Linked DNA regions of Sus scrofa: regions 1, 2 and 4 are each linked to region 3. The links are chromatin contacts, called in public Hi-C and HiChIP or PLAC-seq maps. All regions are on one chromosome and are shown on one strand. Each heading gives the region's core, a stretch centred on a gene start, on an enhancer-like site or on the middle of the called end of the contact. The rest is flanking DNA. Distances are from core to core; before and after follow the strand shown. Region 1 holds the start of AURKAIP1 (aurora kinase A-interacting protein). Region 2 holds the start of INTS11 (integrator complex subunit 11). Region 3 holds the start of RNF223 (RING finger protein 223). Region 4 holds the start of MXRA8 (matrix remodeling-associated protein 8).

The links. Hi-C and Micro-C count contacts between places; a contact is called where the count stands out from the background. HiChIP or PLAC-seq counts read pairs in DNA pulled down with a chosen protein or histone mark.
Region 1: a contact with region 3 is called in a Hi-C map of skeletal muscle, with 8 times the contacts expected there. The contact joins the promoter of AURKAIP1 here to the promoter of RNF223 in region 3. A contact is called at or near these places in 1 of 5 promoter capture datasets (fetal liver), 3 of 47 Hi-C or Micro-C datasets (liver and skeletal muscle) and 1 of 2 datasets of contacts at active chromatin or transcription factors (alveolar macrophages).
Region 2: an H3K27ac HiChIP or PLAC-seq map of alveolar macrophages shows a contact between it and region 3. The contact joins the promoter of INTS11 here to the promoter of RNF223 in region 3. A contact is called at or near these places in 1 of 5 promoter capture datasets (liver), 1 of 47 Hi-C or Micro-C datasets (skeletal muscle) and 1 of 2 datasets of contacts at active chromatin or transcription factors (alveolar macrophages).
Region 4: an H3K27ac HiChIP or PLAC-seq map of alveolar macrophages shows a contact between it and region 3. The contact joins the promoter of MXRA8 here to the promoter of RNF223 in region 3. A contact is called at or near these places in 1 of 47 Hi-C or Micro-C datasets (liver) and 1 of 2 datasets of contacts at active chromatin or transcription factors (alveolar macrophages).

Annotation. Positions count from the first base shown.
Region 1 is chr6:63,655,249-63,660,353 of Sscrofa11.1, reverse strand. It overlaps AURKAIP1 (aurora kinase A-interacting protein), which reads left to right and starts at 2,786. Exons shown (of 3, transcript XM_021097450.1): 1 at 2,786-2,976; 2 at 3,230-3,319; 3 at 3,587-4,234. The coding sequence starts at 3,268. The coding sequence ends at 4,134. It overlaps LOC110261342 (a long non-coding RNA gene), which reads right to left and starts at 2,679. Exons shown (of 2, transcript XR_002345410.1): 1 at 2,170-2,679; 2 at 1-421. CCNL2 (cyclin-L2) reads left to right here. Exons shown (of 11, transcript XR_002345407.1): 10 at 1-80; 11 at 192-1,301.
Region 2 is chr6:63,606,018-63,610,715 of Sscrofa11.1, reverse strand. INTS11 (integrator complex subunit 11) reads left to right here and starts at 2,801. Exons shown (of 17, transcript XM_003127493.6): 1 at 2,801-2,963. The coding sequence starts at 2,936. It overlaps CPTP (ceramide-1-phosphate transfer protein), which reads right to left and starts at 2,725. Exons shown (of 3, transcript XM_003356107.4): 1 at 2,664-2,725; 2 at 61-188. The coding sequence starts at 176.
Region 3 is chr6:63,442,208-63,447,486 of Sscrofa11.1, reverse strand. RNF223 (RING finger protein 223) reads left to right here and starts at 2,730. Exons shown (of 9, transcript XM_021095183.1): 1 at 2,730-2,861. LOC106509643 (a long non-coding RNA gene) reads right to left here and starts at 2,622. Exons shown (of 3, transcript XR_002344844.1): 1 at 2,484-2,622; 2 at 1-1,078.
Region 4 is chr6:63,633,216-63,638,523 of Sscrofa11.1, reverse strand. It overlaps MXRA8 (matrix remodeling-associated protein 8), which reads left to right and starts at 2,901. Exons shown (of 10, transcript XM_003356116.5): 1 at 2,901-3,157; 2 at 4,210-4,233; 3 at 4,354-4,650; 4 at 4,757-4,858; 5 at 4,950-5,308. The coding sequence starts at 3,109.

The DNA.
Region 1 (5,105 bases), core at 1,537-4,036, 210 kb before region 3:
CGAGGGAGCCGGAGTCGGAGCGGGAGCCACGAGCAGAGCTACTCAAGGTCCCCGTCGCGATCCGCTTCCCCTAAAAGGAGGTGCGTGCTGCTCAGGGCTCCCTGGGGCCTGTCCCTGGCCGGGGTGGGGGTGGGGTATCTTTGTGGAGGTGACAGGCCGGGTGGTCCCTCACCTGGTGGTCTCCTTCACAGGAAGAGTGACAGCGGCTCCACGTCTGGCGGGTCCAAGTCACAGAGCCGCTCGCGGAGCCGGAGTGACTCCCCGCCAAGACAGGCCCACCGTGGTGCCACCTACAAGGGCTCCAAGGTGAGGGGCTACCACAAGGCCAAGGACTGCAAGTTCTCCGCACAGAAGCCCCGCAAGTCCCGCAGCCGCAGCTCCTCCCACTCTCGGAGCCGCTCAAGAGAGCGGGCAGATAATTCTGGAAAATACAAGAAAAAAAGTCACTACTACAGAGACCAGCGACGGGAACGTTCTCGATCTTACGAGCGAACAGGTCGTCGCTACGAGCGGGACCACCCTGGGCACAGCCGGCACCGGAGGTGAGGGATGGTCCCTCGGCGTGCACACCTCAGCCCCTGGCCCCGGGGCACGGCTCTTTCTTGGAAACGGCTGTTGACCCTGGGCCTCGAGATGACTTTGGAGACGGAATTGAGAGGAGGGCAAGGTGCCCTCAAGCCTGGCCCGGGCCCGGCCCCCACCTGTCCTGCAGAGCCCCCCACAGCAGCCGGCGGCCGAGGCCCGCGTCCTCGTGGTGTGGCTTGGTGCTAAGGACAAGCGGTCTCCACCCCTGTACCGACCCTCAATTACGTTAAACCAAGAAAATGACTCTTTGAACCTTTGCCTATATTAGGTTGTACTTATGTACGTATCTTGCAGTGTTTGACATGAGAAAATGGCCTTAACAGCCCCTCACTCCCTGCCCATGTTGTAAATAAACGTGTTTCGTACACGTTACAGCCGTATCGGAAAACTCAGAACTTGAATTCTGTCAGCTTAAAACATGTAGAGGATTCTGATTTTTTAAATGTGAAGGTATTTCGATCTGTGTTGAAAGTCCTATATTTTTATCTGCGACGCTGAGTGCAGGCCACCAGCTCCAATACTGAGGCATTTCGTATATATGCATTTTATGTGGTTAAATAAACACAGTTCTCTCTACTCAGGACATTTGGAACTTTAGAGAATTTGTGGTGTGTCCTCCTGCTTGCTGGATACCGGGCTCAGCCCGCAGCATCCGTTCTAGTGCTTTGTCTGCGCTGCCATCTCGAGCTCATTAAAGCGTTGGATTTTGTACTGCATGCCATGCGCCTGCTCTTCTGTGGAGCCTTGTCAGGGCTCCTGTCCTTGGGTAAAGGGAGCGTGTAAAGGACACAATGGTCCTGGGTCCCCTTACACCGGAGGGAGCTCGTTTGCGACCCACCAGGCTGTGTGTCAGGCTGGCGGCAGCTGGGAGCAAGGCTCCTGGTGTGGATCAGGGGCTGTCAGGGGCCTGTCACAGGACCTGGGTGAATTCTCTCCAGGCCACACTAGGGCCAGTGAGCCTGGGGGAAGGTGCCCAGTGTTAAAAAGCCAAGGAGGTGTCAAAGCGACGGGGTCAGCACCCACAATCCAGGTGGCTCACTCTTAAGACCAAACGTAAGTAAAAGACTGGGGAGGCCGGGCGGCTGGAGTGAGAGGGGCATTCCCACAGGTGGGACCCAGAAGCAGCCCCTGCCACTGAAGAGCAGGGTCATCACGTGACTCGGCTATAGCGCTGGGCCTGGAGGCTGCAGCTTCTGCCCTCCCACTGGCCTGCCCTCCACTCCCTGCTTAGCCAGGTTGGAGCCTGGGGGTGGCCAGGCCTGGCCACTTCCTGCTAAGACTCACTGGAAGGCCCTCCTACAGGACAAGCCTCTGAGCAGAGCCAGTGGGGCTCTCCCTACATCCCTTCCCTACCAGGCGTCCCTGCAGGTCATTCTGGGGATCCTGTCCACGCTAGCCAACTTCAGTGAGGACAACAGAGCCTTTCGGGACTAGACAGGTGAAGCCCTTCTGGTCCCCTACTCTTGAGGAGCAACGCTGAGTTCTAGCCGAACCGCAAGCTCCAGGGAGACTGCTTTTGGTTTTCGAACAAAATCTTAGGCACAGGATGGGAGTTTGCTTGCTCTAAAGGAAACAAAAACCCACCTATCCCGCTTTCTATCCTGCGTTAGACGCGGGGCCTCCTTCGCTTATCCAGACCGGCAGAGCGAGGAATCTGAAAGCCAAATGGAGGGGGCGGCGGGTCCCAAGACCCCCGAGATCTTACGGCGCCCCGGCGCCGCACTATTGGCTTTCGGGCTGCAGGAGCCCGGGCGCGCAGGCACCACGTGTCGGCCACCTTCCCTCCCATCCTCGCGAGGAGGGCTCGGGGGTAGGGGCCACGCCCGCAACCTCAGCGGCTCCTGATCCTTAGCCTCCCGCTCCAGCGGGCGCAGTAGCTCCCGCCACTTCTGTCGTCCCGCGAACTCTATTTCCGTGGCCGGGACAACATCCCTGTCGCAGCTCCGAAACGCCACTTCCGGCCGCCTGGACCAACTGGCCCTTGGCCAGTCGTGGAGGGAAGGGAGTTCGGGCCACTCAGGTGCAGACGGCATCGTTTGGGATTGTGGGAAATGTAGTTTTCTAGCCTTTGCTGGACACAGGCGGAACTGGCGATCTGGGAGCGGGGCGCGCGGGGGTGGGGGGGCGGTTCCTCCGGCCGGAAGCCGTCGATTTGGGGGCCCGTCTGGGTCTGCGCAGACAAGGAGCAGGGAGCCGTGATGCGCTAGGGGGCGCTGGGCGTAGGAACTGGCGGGCGGCCGCACGCGGGCTGGGGGTCGGTTTAGGGAAGGACCGGAAGTGCTTGAGCGCGGCGGCGGAATGGTCCGCTGCGTCTCTCGGCGGCGTCTGGGGAGGCTCGGCGTGCGGCCGCAGAGCTCGCGCTCCAGGGACAGCGAAGGCGGCCGTGGCCGGGTAGGGCTCGGGACCTGGAGCCCGAGCGTCGATCCCACTCGTGCGGTGGGCGCTTCGGGGTGAAGCTGAGGCTCAGGGAGGGTCGGTACCTGCCCGGAGTCGCGCAGCTGGGGAACGGCGGAGGCGGAGGTTTTGAGGGAGTCGTACTCGAAGTAACGTTCCCGTTGCGGGAGGGGGTGGTGAGAGCGACGGGAGGGGAGGCGGGGCGTGACCGCAGTCCTCGGAGTGACCTCGGCTCCCACCTGTGTTCCAGCTCTGCTGAGCACCCGGGCCCGCCGCCACACTCAAACCATGTTCCTGGTGCGCTTGACTTCCCAGCTGCTCAGGGCTGTTCCCGGGGCAGGTAAGAGGCCCCACGGGGGCGGACGGGCTGGATACGCACCTGGGGTTGGATGTGGGACTAGCAGCTCCGCTGCGCCCCGCTGCTGTATCTCACCCCCTGGAGCCGGGGGCCTGGCTGCACAAACAGCCCCTTAAGCTTCCAAGTGTCATAGTTTGGGCCTGAGAATGTAGTAGGCAGGGGTTCAGGCCAGTCTGCCGTGGAGGTTCTGCGCCCCAGGCCCGCTGGCCGTGCATAGGAGTGGTAACTGTGTCGGCTTGTTTATTGCAGGCCGCAGTGGGTCCCCGCGCGTCTCAGAGGTACTGGGCAGGCACGCCTGCAGGCCTCGCTACAGCACGCAGCCCCCAGGCCCCAGTGGGATTGCCTCTCTTCCTGGCAAGCACGTCCACCCAGAGCTTGAGGAGATGCTGGTCCCCAGGAAGATGTCCATCAGCCCGCTGGAGAGCTGGCTGACCATTCGCTACCTCCTGCCCAGACTGGGCGCTGGGACCCCAGGGACTGTGTCTCCAGCTCAGCTCTATCAATGTCCGCCTAGCCAGGTGGGGGAAGGGGTCAAGCAGGGGGATAAGGAGGTTCGGGACACACCCCAGATGCAGTGCAAAAACATCCTGAAGATCCGCCGGCGGAAGATGAATCACCACAAGTACCGCAAGCTGGTCAAGAGAACCCGGTTCCTGCGGCGGAAAGTCAGGGAAGGGCGCCTGAGACAGAAGCAGGTCAAGTTTGAGAGAGACTTGAAGCGCATCTGGCAGAAGGCAGGCTTGAAGGAAGCCCCTGCAGGCTGGCAGACCCCCAAGATCTATCTGAAGAACCAATGAGTCTGGAGGTGCGCATGGCGGCCCCCCCCCCCCCCCCCCGTTACTGCCCACCACCCATTGTAATAAAGAACCAGCACACTCTGCTGTCTGCTGGCCTGGACCCCTGTCTGCTTGGGCGAGCTGCTTGGGGTTTGAGGTTGGTGCCAGCCTTTGATATTACAGAAGGAACAAGGACCCTCGGCAGGCAGATTGGCCATCCCTTCCTCAAGCTGGCCCTTGTCCTGGGGCCAGGCATGCACGAGTGGGAACAGCTTTGAAGAGTCCCATTCTGCCCTCAGGGCAGGCCTTTTTTTTTTCTCTCTCTCTCTTTTCTCAGCTGCCCTACATTATATAGAGTCTCTGGATTCTTTAAGCCACCGTGCAGGGTCGGGGATTGAACCTGTGCCCTGGTGCTGCAGAGATGTTGCCGATCCTGTTGCACCGCGCAGGGACTCCAGGGCAGACTCTCAATGAGCACACCAATGGCGAATGTGCCAAGGGACCTGCCTGGGGCCTGGAATGCCCAGGCCGAGGTGTTGACGTGACGAGGGTGTACAGTTAGCCTTCCAGCAGTTGAAGACCTGAGTATGATTTACAGTTGGCCTTTCACGTCCGTGGGTCTGGCTTCAACCAGCTGCAGATTGCGTGGTATCATAGGCCCTGTTCAGTGAAAAACCCTCATGTATGTGGACCCCGTGCGGTCAGGGGGGGTCTCGCTGGGCAGGCAGGAAGGGCGGCCTTGTCCTCGGCGGTGGCGATGGACGGTGTCCTGTGGGCTCCTGGCTTCTGCCGCTTGTTGGGCCCTGCGTGGGGCCGGCGAGGGGCTCCTTGGGCAGGGAGGGCCTGCTCTGGCCGGGGCAGGGGTGGACCGGCTGAGGAGGGGCTGCCGCTCTCGGAGCTGGAGAAGCCTGGCCCTTCCAGGGTGTGGGTGCCCCGTGGTTCCGCCAGGCCCTGCCAGGCTCTGTTTCCTTGGTCCCTGTCCCCTGCCCTGT
Region 2 (4,698 bases), core at 1,552-4,051, 160 kb before region 3:
AGGCAGCACACAAGGGACCAAGGGCCAGGAAAGGGCAGGGCAGTGGCCCCGGGCACGCACCTGACCAGGCCCCTCCAGCCGGCAAGGTAGTGGTCCAAGAGCACCTCTTCCTTCTCGTTGAGACACTGCTTGAAACTGACGAGGACAATTTTCAGATTGAAGTCTAAGTCATCCATTTTCAACAGGAGCTGAAACACACGGGGTCAGGCTGCGGGCTGGGAGCCTGCTCATTCTTTGGGTCGTGATTTCTGGGGGTGGGGGTAGGGACAGTTGGAAGGAAACAGCCATGATCCTGCTGTTCCCCTCTTTGAGCTCGTGGTGAGCCCCAGCCGTGGGTCAGCCCTGTGCCCACCTTGCTCTGCTCGTGCTACACACTCGCAGACATACTGAGCCCTGCTGTGCCCTTTGCCAGGCGCTCGGCCCACAGTGCCACACAGCCCGTCACTCAGGCTTGTCAACCCCCTGCCACACCTCACTTGGGACAGGCGTCTCTGTGCTCAGGTTGTTGGGTTTTTTTTCTTCTCCTTTTTCAGCCACACCCAAGGTGCGCCGAAGTTCCTGGGCCAGCAACCGAATCCGAACATGCACCTGTGGCCTACGCCACAGTGGCAGCAACGCCGGATCCTTAATCCCCCGCACTGGGCTAGGGATTGAACTGGCACTGCCACAGAGACGAGGCTGGTCATTAGCCCACTACGCCGCGGCGGGAGTTCCGGCTCAGGTTTTCTTGCTGACTTGTTTATAGTCTCACTCCCCCCCTCCCCCATTTGTCTGTTCCTACAGCTGGAGAAGTATTTGCCGAGTCCTCACTCCGAGCCAGGCACGCACTGGGTGCTCTGTGAGTGACACCAAGAGCCTGGCCCCACTGGGGCGACATCCAAGTGGCAGGGCAATGTTTGTGTCGGGTAACAACAAAGGCAGGAAGTTCCAACATGACAGGTAGAAGGACAAGCCCCATGGAGAGACAGACTGTGGACGGAGGTGGGAGGGCCATGCCCTTCCCTGCTTGAAGCTGCATCCCAACAACCAGAGCAGAGGCTGCAGGGTCAGTGTTTGTGGACAGCTAGACAGACATCAGCCTTTCACTCCTATGGTAACTGCACACGCCCCACACAGGAGGGACCAAAGGTCCCTGCACCAAAGGTCTTCCCACTCTCCGAAGGCAGCCCTAGGCCCTCCCTGAGCCCCAGGGAATCCAGAAGGGCCCCAGGCTAGAGTCCTGCTCTGGGTTCTGCTGGCATTCATAAAGTCACTCCAGGAGTTCCTGCTGTGGCTCAGCAGTAATGAACCCGACTGGGACCATGAAGACACAGGTTTGATCCCTGGCCTCGCTCAGTGGGCTGAGGATCTGGTGTTTCAGTGAGCTGTGGTGTAGGATGCAGTTGTGGCTTGGATTCCGCCTTGCTGTAGTGTAGGCCAATTTGACCCCTAGCCTGGGAATTTCCATATGCCGCAGGTGAGGCCCTAAAAAGCAACAAACAAACATATAGTCACTCCACAAACATCCCAGTGCCCACATGTTACTGGATACCTCTGGGCACCCTGTGCCATGCTTCCCTGTGGTGTGGCTCCGACAGGCCCTGGGGACCCAGCTGTATCTCACGTCAAGTCCAGGACAAGCTCTTGTCCCTTTGGGCCTGGGGGGTTCCTGTACCCTTGGTGCTGGGAGCTCTGGGAGCCAGGCATGGGAGGGCAGCCGTCCAAGCTGTGGTGAGAGCCCAGCCAGGAGAGCACACCTGGATGCCTGGGCAGATCACACACTCTCCTAAAACCCCGCCCTTCATCTTCGGGGAGAATGGGCCAGCACACCCTGCCCTGCCCAGCATCTGGACTGCTGAGAGCATCTGATGGGGCCCAGGGGTTGCTGAGGCCCTGCAGGCCCCACAGGCTTGGCTGCAAGCCTGATGCCAGGCCCAGTGCTCGGAGGTGAGCTCACCCTGTGTTCAGGTGTGGGAGACAGCCATGCCTGGCCTCAGGAAGAGGACACTCCAGAGACTTCCAGAGACTCCCTCTCTCAGGGCTTCGGTTTTCTGTCCACGGAGCAGATGGCCTCTGAGGCCCTCAGGGCTCCCTTCCTGGTCACCAGACATCCTGTGGGCCTGGCCTTCCTGCCCAGAACCTGAGCCAGCAGCTAACTGGAGGTGCCAGGAGTCTTTCAGAGCTTGAAAACAACAGGAAGGGCAGTGGCCATGCAGCCGGGGCGGGCAGCATGCCAACTCTGGGAAGGTGATGCAGGGCACCGCCAAGGCTCCCCCAGAGGCAGCCCAGGCCCCAAGGTCAGGGCTCATCTTGAGGCCGGCATGAGCACCGGAGCCCTGTGGCTGACAGCAAGGAAAATGGGGCAGTCCTCCAACACCTCAGGTCCAGAGGGTGTGAGCCAGGCCCTGTCCAGGAAGTCCTGCAAATCTCGCCTGGGAAGGAGGCTCCAGGTGGCGCTGGGCTGGAACGCGAGATCCCCGACCAGGTGGGGTCCCCAACCTGGGCAGGTCCTGCTCCAGCTGAGGCCCAGGGATGGGACAGGGACCCCGGGTCCGGGCCGGTGCGGGAGGCAGGTCCTCGGCCGCCCTCTCCCGCGGTCCCACGGCAAGGTCCAGGCCCACCCGCCGGGTTCGGTTGGGCTGGGTTTCCCCGCCACCGACTGCAGCTCGTTTCTACCCGCTCACCTGCGCCGCCGCCGCCGCTCACCTGCGCCGCCGCGGCCGCCCCAGGTCCCGCTGCCCCGCCCCCGGCCCCCGCCCCACCGCCCAGGATTGGCTGCCATCCGCCCAATCAGAAGGCCCAACGCGCCCGCCCGCGCTTCCGTGGAGCGCACCGGAAGCTGGCGCAGTTGAGGCTGCGTCTGCGCAATGTGTCGCCTCCAGTCAGTGCGCGTGGCCGCAGCAGGGGCTCGGCGCCGGGGTCTGGCGGGGCGGCGGTAGTCCCACCATCGCTCAGGATGCCCGAGATCAGGGTCACGCCCCTGGGTGAGTGCGGCGCGGGCGGTCTGGTGCGTGCGGCGCGGCAAGAGCGCGCAAGGAAGGCGAGTGGGAGGCTCGACGGGCCGGGGACCCCCGCAGTCTCGTCGCCCCCCCCCCCCCCGCGCGCCGGTGCTTCAGGGCGCCTTCGCTGCTGTCTCTGCTTCCTCGCCACTCCCTGCCCATCCCCGTCCCCCGTCTGTCTGGCGTCCGCTTTCCTGCAGCCTCCGTGTATCTATCTGCAGTCCACCCGCCCGACCTTGTTTTATGTGGTTGCTGCAACATTAAGGTAACTTTGCTTTTCGCAAAAGATGTAAGTGCACAGTTTAAAGGCCCAAAAGGTACAAAACAGTGCGAAGGAGGAAGGATCACTCAGAATCCCGCGTCTTAGAAACAGCCGAAGTTATCATTTTCATGGTCAACTCTCCAGCTGCTGCTGCCTCGCCTCCCTGCGCACCTGTGGGGTCTGTGCTGGAAGCTGCCTCCTTCCCCGGGGCGTGCGCTGGGAGCATCTTCCGTAGACCGTCCCCCGAGCTCCACATCCTTTCTTCTGTGGTGAGCTCTCCCTCAGAATAGCCCACCCAGCCCCCAGTGTGGACACAGAGCTCTTGGCAGTTGCAGTGAACACCCTTGCCCCTGGCCTGCTGGGTCAGAGCGCACATCTCACCCAGCCATAAGTGTCCTCACCTGCGTGGCCTCTCCTAGCTGTTGGCTCAGGGTCCCCTCTGGCTGCTTCAGCCCCATGCCCTCCCCGCCTCTGCAGATTCTCCTTCCCGCCTGACCCTTTTCCATGTAGTTCCTCTTCTCACCGCTCATTCCTGAGCAGTCCTATCTTTTTAGTGCTTTTTTTTTTTTTTTTTTTTTTTTTAAACCCCAGATCTGCACCTGGAGTGCCCTCAGTGTCACTTAACCTTGGCACCATCAGAGCAGAAATACGTTGCCAGTTTCTGCCTCAGAGGGTCCCTGGTCACTGGGCCAGATACAGAGAGCCCTCCCGGATCCCTCCTACCACAGGGCTTTTGCACAGCTGCCCTCCCATCCCACGGTCCTTCTCCAAACTACTCGGAATTCGTCTTCTCAGGGAGGATGTGCCCATCCGTTTCCCTGTCTTACTGTTTCCTGAGGAGGCGCTCATCTCATCTGGTGCAGACTTCTCTAGGTGGTCACTGTGTCCTCGCCCTGAAACCCCAGCTCCCTGTGGGCACAGTGTCTGCTTTGTCCCCACCTCCCCACCCTCCTGCGCACCCTAAGCTCTGTTCCGCAACCCTTCCCTGCCCAGTTCTGGCCACTTTCCTTGCTCCCTGGGATTGTTGTGGGTCCTGTTGGGAGCAGGCAGCCCATGCCCAGGAGCAGAGCTCTGGAGTCCACAAAACTGTCACACGTGCCCATGGGCTGCTCCATGACTTCACACCCTTGTCTGTGAAGGGGGGACCCTTCCCCTCCCATAAATTCTGCAGTACCTTGGAGCTGGTCATGGCTTGGGGCTTGAGGTGCAGCAGGAAGCAGGCAGCTGAGCCCTGCCCTCGGGAACTCATGGTGGAGGCAGGAGCAGGCCTGTGGGGGACTGCGAGGCCACTGCCTGTGGCTGGGCTGCCCGAGGCCCACAGGCCGAGCTCGTGGCTGCCATCGCCTTGTATTGTCATGGGTGACTGAAGCTTTCTGAGGACCAGCCTGTGTCCTGCTTTGGGCTGTGGCCTGGTCACTCTGGTGGACGCAAGGTTCAGGTGGCCACAGAAGGAGGCTG
Region 3 (5,279 bases), core at 1,481-3,980:
TTTAGCAAATTAATACAGCAATAGGATAACCTATCATGACCAGATGGGATTTCCTCGGAACATAAGGCTGGTTTAACATCCGAGAATCAGTGTGGTCCCACGTGAACAAACTAAAAAGGAGAAGCCAGATGATCATCTCAATAGATTTTTTAAAAAGCGTTTCGACAAAACCGAAAGCAAACAAACAAACAAAAACCACGTAGAAGGAGAGGGCACTTCCTCAGTTTAGTGAGGCGGGGGTTCCTGTGGGCCTCGACAGGTGGAGTATGGATGAGACCTCAAGGCAGAGGTGTTGAGGGGGCAGCTGGTTACATGGAGACAAGGTGCAGACAATTGTATTGTTCATTTCAGGAACTTCATGGGGGAAAAAAACTCTAAACACCAGGCTTTCAACAGATCCCATGACTCCTCCGACGCCCTGCCTTGCTGTGTCCACCAACCCTCAACTACCACGCGGGGACTTTCCCCCACCTGCACCGAGCCTCCTCCGCACTGGAAGCTCACCCTGACCCTGACCTGTGCCTCCCAGATCGGGGCACTGCAGAGACTCAGCCAAGAACCCAGGCGTATCATCTCATCTGCAGGCTTCTTGAGCAGCATTTTCAGGGAGCCCAGGTCTGACGCTACTGAGACGCACTGGCGGAAAGGTCACCCTCTGATATCAGAGGATGCATTATGAATGGATGCCCTGACCTTAGAGAAACTTGGGGCTGAAGCAGGAAGGCTCAGCAATAAATACCAAGTTCCCACTGGTCTTCAGAAAACCACCAAGAAGGTGGAAAGGTGCAGAGCCGTACAAAGCAATTCTGTGACACGGCGCAGGTGGGCGCAGAGCCCAGAGGAGCTGCTTCAATGAGGCAGGACTACTGCCCGAGGATGGCTCACACTGGGCCAGCTTCCTCCCGACCACGTGGGCCCACTGTCCTCTGGGAGGGAAGACCCAGAGCGACTCATCCTCCTGCCCCATGCTCTTACTTGGAGAGTAGCTCGCCCGGTGAGTCTGATACTCCATTTCCGTTGAAGGGTGTTCAAACTTGGGATGAATGTCCTGAGGCAGCGTCCAGAAGGGGAGGAGAACCTGCAGGATTCAGCCAGATGACCAACTGCACAGAAGCCAGCCAGGAAGGGAGCTGTGGTCGTCAGGGAGCCCAGGGACTGGGAGCGGCCTGGAGCCACCTGTCCAATAGCACTCGTGCCCTGCACCCCTGCACACCCTAACCCTATCTGCACCCGACTCAAACAACGCTCCCAGGGTCCTGCCCTCTCCTCGGCACACTTGCGATCCCATTTCCTGAGAAGTTAGGAGTGCTGCAGGACACACACTGCTCTTCTTGTCTGGGGCGGCTCAGAGGCAGAGCCTGAGACCACACAGAAATTCCCGTGTGTCACAGTTCCCATAGTGGCTCAGTGGTTAATGAATCTGACTAGCATCCATGAGGACGCAGGTTCGATCCCTGGCCTCGCTCAGTGCGTTAAGGATCCGGTGTTGCCATGAGCTGTGGTGTAGGTCACAGACGTGGCTTGAATCCTGCGTTGCTGTGGCTGTGATGTAGACTGGCAGCGGCAGCTCCGATTTGACTCCTAGCCTGGGAACCTCCATATGTGACCCTAAAAAAAAAAAAGCGAAAAAAAAAAAAAAAGAAAAAGAAAAAAGAAAGAAATTCCCCTGTGTCATCCTGTTGGGACAAACCAGTCCAGGATGCCAGACAGTCCTGTCACCTAGACCCCACACCCACAGTCTTTAGGACTGACTGTGGGGGACAGTCACAGTCCCTGGGAGGCACAAGGTCACGGGGTGGAGCTTTCGTGGACAGAGCAACCAGTCCGACCAGTTCAGAGAAACCCGAGATCACACTTCTTTCCCGTCCATCCTTATTCATGTTGAATAAGGATGCTGGGGAGAGATCTGAGAGCCAGTGTTACAGGCGCCCATGCTGACAGCAGTTTGCTGTGTGGGTGCCCTTCCCGGTCCAGGCCTCTCACTCAGACTCACTCGCCCAGGCACTGCTCTCCCAGTAGCCGCCCTTGCGGAAGATCCGCCCCCTGTCCCCGCACCCAAAGATACACAAAGCACAAGGGCGGTGGTGGTTTTACTCTCTTTTCTCCCTAGGCAAAGCCTCTCCCGGGACCAGCTCCGCACGTCCGTCCCTCGGTGCAGACCGGGCCCCGGGTATCCCACTACCCCGCCCCTCTCCGTGAGAAGGGCTTTGCCCGCCCGGAAAGCGGCATGAGTCACGAAGGTGGCAGAACTGGGCGCAGGGGGGCGCTCGGCAGCCCCGGAACAGAGTACTTCCTGGGGAACCCCTCCCCCAGAGAGGACGCAAACATCGCAGAGGCCTTTTCCCCGCCAGCCGTCCTCCGCGCCCGGGCGCGGGACTGGCATCAGGGCGGAAGCGGTCGCCAGGTACTGCGGCGCCTCTCCCCAGGATGCGCCACTGGAACCCTGTGCTGTCTCCGGAACCGCTACTCCGCCGGAAACCGACGGGCAGTCCAGCCGAGCGTTGACGGAGGAGACCCGGGCGACTTTTCGGAAACCGGAACGCAGACGCCTCGGACTGCAGGGCTCTTTGGTCTCCTGGCAACGCCGGACGGCGGCGTAGTCCTTCCCTTACTTCTGCTGCCATGTTTAGGGCCCTAGACTACATTTCCCAGGTCGCTTCGCGCGAACCTTCAGATCTCGCGAGAACTCTGGCCTGGAACCCTCCGGGGGAGGAGACTCGCGCGGACCGCCGGGAGTTGTAGTTCCGGTTTGGGAGCTGTGCTCCCTGGCACCCGGGCTGAGAGACTTCAAGTCCCAAGGGGGCACAGCGCGACCGCCTGGAGGGCGGGGGGTATGAAAGAGGAACCCGGAGGGCGCAGGGGTGAGTGAGGGGCCGGGAGTGGGCGGGCGGGGGCTGGCTAGGGGTTGGCTGGGGGCGGGGACTGCGGCGGCCCTGGCTGTGCGGAGTCCCGCCGGGGCAGTCAGGGCGGCGGGGTTTGGCCGCCCTTTCTCTCTGTGCCCCTCGCCCCGCCACCGGCTCAGGGCGCCCCGGACGCGCGGGAGGAACCGCGAGTCCCAGGAGGTTTCCCATTTCAGCTCGCTGATCGCCACTGGAGTGTCAGGCCTCGTCCAACAGGGGTTCGTGTGCGTAGTCACCAGAACGATTTAATTGACGTTCTAGTTTAAGTTCATTAAGATCGGGGGGTTTGGACGCGCTTCTCACAGCGCTCCTGCAAACGCAGCTCCCTGGTGGCGGGGCGCTCAGGTGGCCCGGCTTTGTCCTGTGTTCTCAGGGTCACCGCGGTGCTGGAGGTAGCGCTGGGCCTCGTCCTCTGCGCCTCAGCCCGCGCCCCCGTAGCAGCCTTGTTCAGCCATAATCTGAATGCAGAAGCTCCTAGAAGGAAATAAAATCTGAATTTTACGGAAAGTTTCTTCTGGCACACGCGCACTCCACCCCGCCCCGGTGTGCGTCTCCCAAAGACAGAGCAAACGTGCCTTGGAGGGTGGTCACCCCAGGACCCTCCCTGCACCGCCCTGTTCTGCAAGGTAAGCGTAATTCACTTGAAGAATGATCTCTAGTCACCACAGTACTGAGAATTCCGCATCCCCACGGCCAGGAACCCCCTGGGGAGTTCCGGGGGTCCTCCCATCAGTACCTTCTCAGGGCTGCGGAGTCCACGGAGCACCTACACGTACACAGACTTTGCATCCAGTCAGATTGTGTACACCATCGGTTCTCCATCAGCACGATGGGACTTTCGGGTTGAGAAACATGTTAATGAACAGGGCCACACACAGTTCTCCTTTTGTCCTGAGAGCCACATTGCTCCCTTTGCTTGCTGAGAAAGTGACTGGCAGGAACCTGCCCTGAGGGGCTGGAGATCCAGCAGGTCCTCCCGTGCTGTGCTGGGCAGTGGGAGAAACAAGATCAGCACATGGGATTTTTTTTTTTTTTGGTCTGTTCATCTTTTAGAGCTGCACCCCCTGGGCGTATGGAGGTTCCTAGGCTAGGGGTCTAATTGGAGCTGTAGCCGCCAGCCTATGTCACAGCCACAGCAACACCAGATCCGACCCATGTCTGCGAGCTACACCACAGCACACGGCAATGCCAGATCCTTAACCCACTGAGCGAGGCCAGGGATCGAACCTGCGACCGCATGGTTCCTAGCTGGATTCGTTTCCGCTGCGCCACAATGGGAACTCCAGCGCATGTGATTTTTAAAGCTGGCGACCCCCCCTCTCCAGCCACAGCCGCCGCAAAGCCTGGAGGAGCGGTATGTATGTGGCGTCCACCGCCCCCTGCAGTGGTCATCCAGGCAAGGCTTCCTACCAGGGAGCCCGTTTACATGGTTGTCCAGCCAGCACCCAGCCCCTGTTGACTGGTCAGAGTGATTCCACCCGCTTCGTGATGTGTTACTTGTGCAGAATCACAGTGACTTCTTCATTGAAACCACTTTTTCTAAGGAAGAATGAGCTGTGCAAGAACGCACAGTACAGTGTAAATTCTCACCAAACTGCATTACATTGTGGAAACTCGTGCTCCATTACTTAGCTGTTTGGCTCCCATGAGATCTTCAAAATAGAAAATGAATTGCATTTATTCAGTTAGTGCGTGTAATTCACATAAATGAAATGCACAGGCTCCGTTTGATCAATTTTGACAAAGGCGTACAACTGTCACCTGCACGCCCATCATGACAGGACAGTTCTGTCTTCCCTAAAGGTTCCCCTGTGTTGTGGGCCGATTGGCTCTGTCGCCCCAAATCCATGACCCCAGTGTGATGGTGTCTGGAGGTGGAGCCTTTGGGAGGTGATCGGGGTGAGCTGGGGCCCGTGCTGGCATCGGTGCCCTGAGGGCAGGGGCAAGACAGAGCGACCTCCCCACACCCCGCTCACATGACCCCTGCTCGCACACCAAGGAAAGGCCATGAGGACGGTGAGAAGGTGGCCGTCTGCAGGCCAGGAAGGGCCCTCGCCAGACGCCGGGTCTGCCGGCACCTTGACCTTGGGCCTCCCAGCCCCTAGTTCTGCGAGGAGCAGCGTCTGGTCTAAGCTGTGCCGGCTGATGAACCTTGTAAACCTTCCCAGCCGCCCCCGACCCCCCCTCCCCCGCCCCCGCCAGAAGCGCAGGCAGGGCTCTTCACTGTTTCTGTGTGAGAGCTCACGGGCACGGGGTGCCCCTGGCCGCGCACAGCGTGGTGGGCATTTTCTGATGGCTGGTCTCCGGGCTGTCTTGTGTGACCCTGAGCAGCGCCTTCCTGCGTGTGTGCTCTGGGGCCCAGTGGCTTGTCTTCAGCCT
Region 4 (5,308 bases), core at 1,652-4,151, 190 kb before region 3:
TCATCCCAGGGCTTGGCAGAATCCAGCTCCTTGTGGTTGCAGGACTGAGGTTTTCTTGGGGGGGTGGCGGGGGCTGGGGCCCCAGGTTTTTGCACGCCTTTGTCTCCACCGGCCTTCTCACAGCTCGGCTGGAGGGACAGGCTGAGGCCAGTGGCCAGGATGCAGACTCCACACAACGAGTGACACCAGGCAGCGCTGTCATGTGGGTGCAGAGAACCACCCACCACAGTTGCCCCTCCCGCCAGCGCTCTGGGTGGGGGGACCTGGGGGAGCATCTCAGAACTCTTCCCACCACCTGGCCCTCAGAGAGCCTTTTTCTAGCATAGTCCTGTAAATCCTGACAGCTCTGAACTAACCATCCTGGCGTTTTCTGCATCACCAGACCCTCCTCTCCTGCGCATAAATGCCTTAAGGCCCCATCTTGCTCCATGTGTGGCCAGGCCACAGCCTGCAGACCCCTGGGCCTGGCACCCTTGCTCCCCAGCAGGCTGCCTCCTGGCCCTGGCCTGGCCTTCACTTGTGGGTGTCACTCCCTCTGAGGCTGTATGTGTTTTAATCTCTTAACGGCACCTCTCGCTGTGTTTATTTTTATTTTTTGGGGGAGGGCTGCACCCACAGCCTATGGAAGTTTCCAGTCTAGGGGTCGAATCGGAGCTGCTGGCCTACATGACAGCCACAGCAACATGGGATCCGAGCGACGTCTGCGACCTACACCACAGCTCGTGGCAACCTTAACTGAATCCTTAACCCACTGAGCAAGGCCAGGGATTGAACCCACATCCTCGTGGATACTCATCAGATTCCTTTCCACTGCACCACAATGGGAACTCCCCCTCTCGCTGTGTTTAAAGCGCCTTCATTCATCAGCGAGCAGGTCTGCCATCTGCCTCAGCTCAAACAGGTGTGAGTGGCAGGAGGGGCCTGGCACCCGGTTTGGTGCTATAGCCCAGGACCGGGCACACAGTGGGTGCTCAGTGTCTGCTGAATGATGGGACGGCCTGTGTGAGCATGTGTCCGTGTGTCTGCTTGTGCCTCTGAGCGCCTGTGGGTTTTCTTCCCAGTGAGCCTGGCTGCCTGGAATGTCTGGGTCCCCAGGACCGAAGCCAGAGTCTGAGTCTCAGCTGGGCTGGTGGCCGACCCTCCTCGTTCCGCCTCCAGCTCCTAGGAGAAGGGAGGTGGATCTAGGCTCCGGTCTGGCTGGGGCTGGGCCAGAGCTCAGGGGGCCCTGCGGTGATATCAGCCCCCTTCTCTCCTGAGCCTCTGTGTTCATCTGGAGCTGCTTCCTGCCGAGGACTGGGAGGTGGGCTCAGGCAGAGGATGGGGGCCACAGCCTTGCACCGCCCCGTCCACCTTTGCCCAAGAGCACAAGGGGCTGGTTTCCTGCTGCAGGCTCTGCATTTGGGCTGAGCTGATGGCTGGGTCGACTCTGCGAGGCCCACGGACCCCAGCGTAGGGCCTGCAGCCGGGAAACCTGCTAGAAGAGCGAGGGCTCTGGGGTGTGGCCCGGCTCCCAGCTCAGAGCTGGGGGCCGACCCTGTCCCCTTCCAGGCTGGAGGGCCGGACCTGGGCCATCTCTGCCTCCCGCCATGCTGCTTGGACATCTCTCCGTGGAGGAGAGACAGCCTGGCAGCCGGAGGAGGAACAGGGCCGAGCTGGAGACAGCAGCAGAGGGAGAGACAGACGTGGGCGGGGGCCTGGAGGAGGGAGAAGGGCTGGGAGGGAGGCCGCCGGCACTAATACAAACCAGTTAGAAAAACAGGAGGAGAGGCCAGGCCTCAAGGCCAGCCAGGCAGGGCTTGTTTTTCCAGAATGCAAGGCCCAGGGAGGAGTGGGGTGGGATAGGGAGACAGGTCCCGATTCCAGTTTGGAAACGGGGCTCCGCCTCCCAGGGCCTGGATCCTGCCGAGGACTCGAGGACTCGTCTGTCCGTTAGGCTGGGGGTGGGGCGTCCTTGCAGCCAGTCCGACCTGTTGTCACCCCTCATTCCCTCTGGCTGCTGCAGCAGTCTCTTCCCCTTCCCCAGGAGTCTGGCTGGGTCAGGCTCCTTGATCAGCTGAGGACTTGGGACCAGGGCGGGTTGGAGAGTGAGGCTCCGGGCAGCTGGGATGGTGCTGTGACCATAACTCAATCCGAATGGGCAGAGTCTCAAAAATGCACTGTGGGTTTTTGTGGTTGCTTGGTAGATTTTTTTTCCCCTTTTTTGAGGTTTGCTTAACTAGAAAGGGTGGGTTTGGTACAGAGCGCGTGCTCTGTTATTTCCCATTTGTTTATGTGACTTGTAAGCTTTCCCAGAGCTTCAAATTTGTGCTTCGGTTGGGAAGGCCCTTCCTCTCCTCCCCTCTGGGGGGGGGTGGGGTGCTCCCAGGAGCACTGTGGCCGGTCTGGGCAGCGTTTCATGGACACCAGGCTCTGCCCTTGGCAGTGGCAGGTGGGGTGGGGGCGTTGGGACAGGGGTCCCACGCCTCTCATCTCCTGGCTGGCCCTCTGGTGGACATCAGTGCCCCTCAGGCCGCCTGCAGGGGCCCCTGTTCCCTGCCCCCCAGTGGGAGCTGCTCTCGCCCCACTTCCCAGAGGAGGGGCTGGTGGTCTGGCCCCAGGATGCCTTTCTGCGGGCCTGCCGCAGGGCCGCCTTGAACCCCACAGGCTGCCCTGCCCGTGTGGGGCAACGCCTTGAGCCAGGGTCTCCCTAGAGAGCTAGGTCTGAGGGTGTGCTCACCCCAGAACCCCAGATCAGCAGTGGCCCCAGAAGGGCCCCATATGTCACAGACACCCACAGGACATGGGGCATGCCCTCAGGCCCTCCTGCTGCTCCGAGGGCTGGGCCACTGCCGCCCCCTCCCGGACCAGAGAGGGGGCCAGGTCTGGGCTCGCTCCCCTCACCCTCTGGGACACAGCGGCCGAGGTCCCGCCCCTCCCACCAGGGCAGCTAAGGATGGGAGGAGGCCCGGGGGCTGGGCAGGAGCGGAGGGGCGGGCTGCAGACTGCGACAGGCCCAGGGCTCCGTGATGTCAAGGCGGGTGCTGAGGAAGGGGAGGAGGAGGGGCCCGGCTGTTTTTCGGGAGAGTTAGAGCTCGGGAGACAAAGCAGCTGGCGGGCCAGGCAGGCGCCATGGAGCTGCGGTCCCCGGTCATTCTCTGGCAACTTGTGCTTCTGCAGAGTGAGTCTGAGTGGCCGGGGTCCGAGGGAGTCTGTTTGGGCTCAAGCCCCGGGTAAGGGGGACGCCCCTGCCGGGAAGTGAATGGCTCTAGGGGGCCTCAGAGGGAGCCGCTCACTGCGATCAGGCCCCCAGGGCCCAGGAGGGGAGGAGGTCCTAGGTCAGACCCCCTCACAGAACTCCCCTCGCGGCACGGGGGGGCGGGATGCGGACTCTGGGACAGAAGCCAGGGGGGCTGAAGTGTGGGGCCTCCTCCCGGCTCCCTCTCCTGAGGAAGAGGGAGCCTGTCTGTGTCAGGAGGGGAGCGGTCGGGGGATGGAGAGGGCCTGGGAACAGCGGGGCTCGCGGGGTCTACTCCAGAGCACCCCCCACCCCGTGACTCCCAGGCCCCCGAGCCCCCACCCAAGGCCGGCCTGCTGACCTGGCGCATTCCTCTGTCCCGTCTGGGCACTTGGCCACATCTCTGGAGCAGGAATTTGGCTTGTGGGGTGGCAAATGGTGGGGTCACTCCCCACGTCCAGCCTTCTCGAGCCGAAGACCTTTAGGAAGACTTAGAGCCTCCCCGCCGCCCCGGGAGGGGCACCAGAGGTCTGAGGACCCCGGAGGGCTCGTGTGGCCTGCTCCTTGGCAGGTGCCACACCAGACATGCCCATGCAGGAGCCCCCACACCCGCCTGAGGTGTCAGGCCCTGGGCTCTGTGGCTTCGCTGCAGTGACGGTGGCCACCATTCCTGAGAGTGGCCCTTAGGGACGAGCACACGCTCCAGAGCTGGCCTGAGCAGGGTCGGACCCTGGCCTAACCACCCACCTCCAGAAGGGCAGGCTGCTGTGAGGATGAGGTGGGGGCCTGGGAGGGGTGGGGGGAAGGAGACCCCTGTCTGTGTCCTCCTGGCTCCTCTAGGTTTATCCCACCTGCTAAGGGGGTGTCGTTGGCACCAACCTCAGTGAGGACTAGAGAAGGGACCCAGGGAGCCATGGGGGGGGGGTCTGGGTGGGTGACCGCGATGTCAGGTCTCAGGTCCTGCTTCCCAGTGTGACTCAGACTTCTCTTTCCAGGCTTTGCTGTCCTTCTGTCCTCAGGTTAGTGACCACCCTCCCCTGGGAGCCGGGTGGGTCTTCCTGCTGCCTTGCTAACACCACCCTGTACCTGTCCCCTCGGGTCTCACCCTTCCTCCAGTGACACCCCCCCCTCCCCACCAGGCCTGTCTGGGCCGGACAGCTCGGTGGTGTCTGAGTCCGCAGTGAGCTGGGCAGCGGGAGCCCGCGCCGTGCTGCGCTGCCAGAGCCCGCGCATGGTGTGGACCCAAGACCGGCTGCACGACCGCCAGCGTGTGGTCCACTGGGACCTCAGCGGCGGCCCGGCCGGCGGCCCCGCGCACCGACTCGTGGACATGTACTCGGCGGGCGAGCAGCGCGTGTACAAGCTGCGCGACCGCGGGCGCTTGCAGCTGCCTCCCTCCGCCTTCCACGACGGCAACTTCTCGCTGCTCATCCGCGGTAGGGGCCGCGGAACCGCGGCGGGGGCTCGGGGGCTCCGGGGGCTGGGGGGCTTGGGCCGGGAGCCGGGGCCGCGAGCTCACGGCGGGGCTCTCCCGGTGCGTAGCGGTGGAGGAGACAGACGAGGGGCTGTACACCTGCAACCTGCATCACCATTACTGTCACCTCTACGAGAGCCTGGCCGTGCAACTCCTGGTCACCGACAACGGTGAGTGTGCCGCCCCTCGCCCGCGCACCCACCCCTGCCGCCCGGACGCCCCTCTCCTGGCCCGGGATCCTTGACCGACTTGCTCCCCCAGCCCAGGCCGCCGGCGCGCACTGGACGGGCGAGAAAGAGGTGCTGGTAGTGGAGCGCGGCGCGCCCGCGCTGCTGACCTGCGTGAACCGCGCGCACGTGTGGACCGACCGGCACCTGGAGGAGGCGCAGCAGGTGGTGCACTGGGACCGGCAGCCGCCCGGGGTGCCACACGACCGCGCCGACCGCCTGCTCGACCTGTACGCGTCGGGTGAGCGCCGCGCCTACGGGCCGCCCTTCCTGCGCGACCGCGTGGCAGTCGGGGCGGACGCCTTCGCGCGCGGCGACTTCTCGCTGCGCATCGACCCTCTGGAGCCCGCAGACGAAGGCACCTACTCCTGCCACCTGCACCACCACTACTGC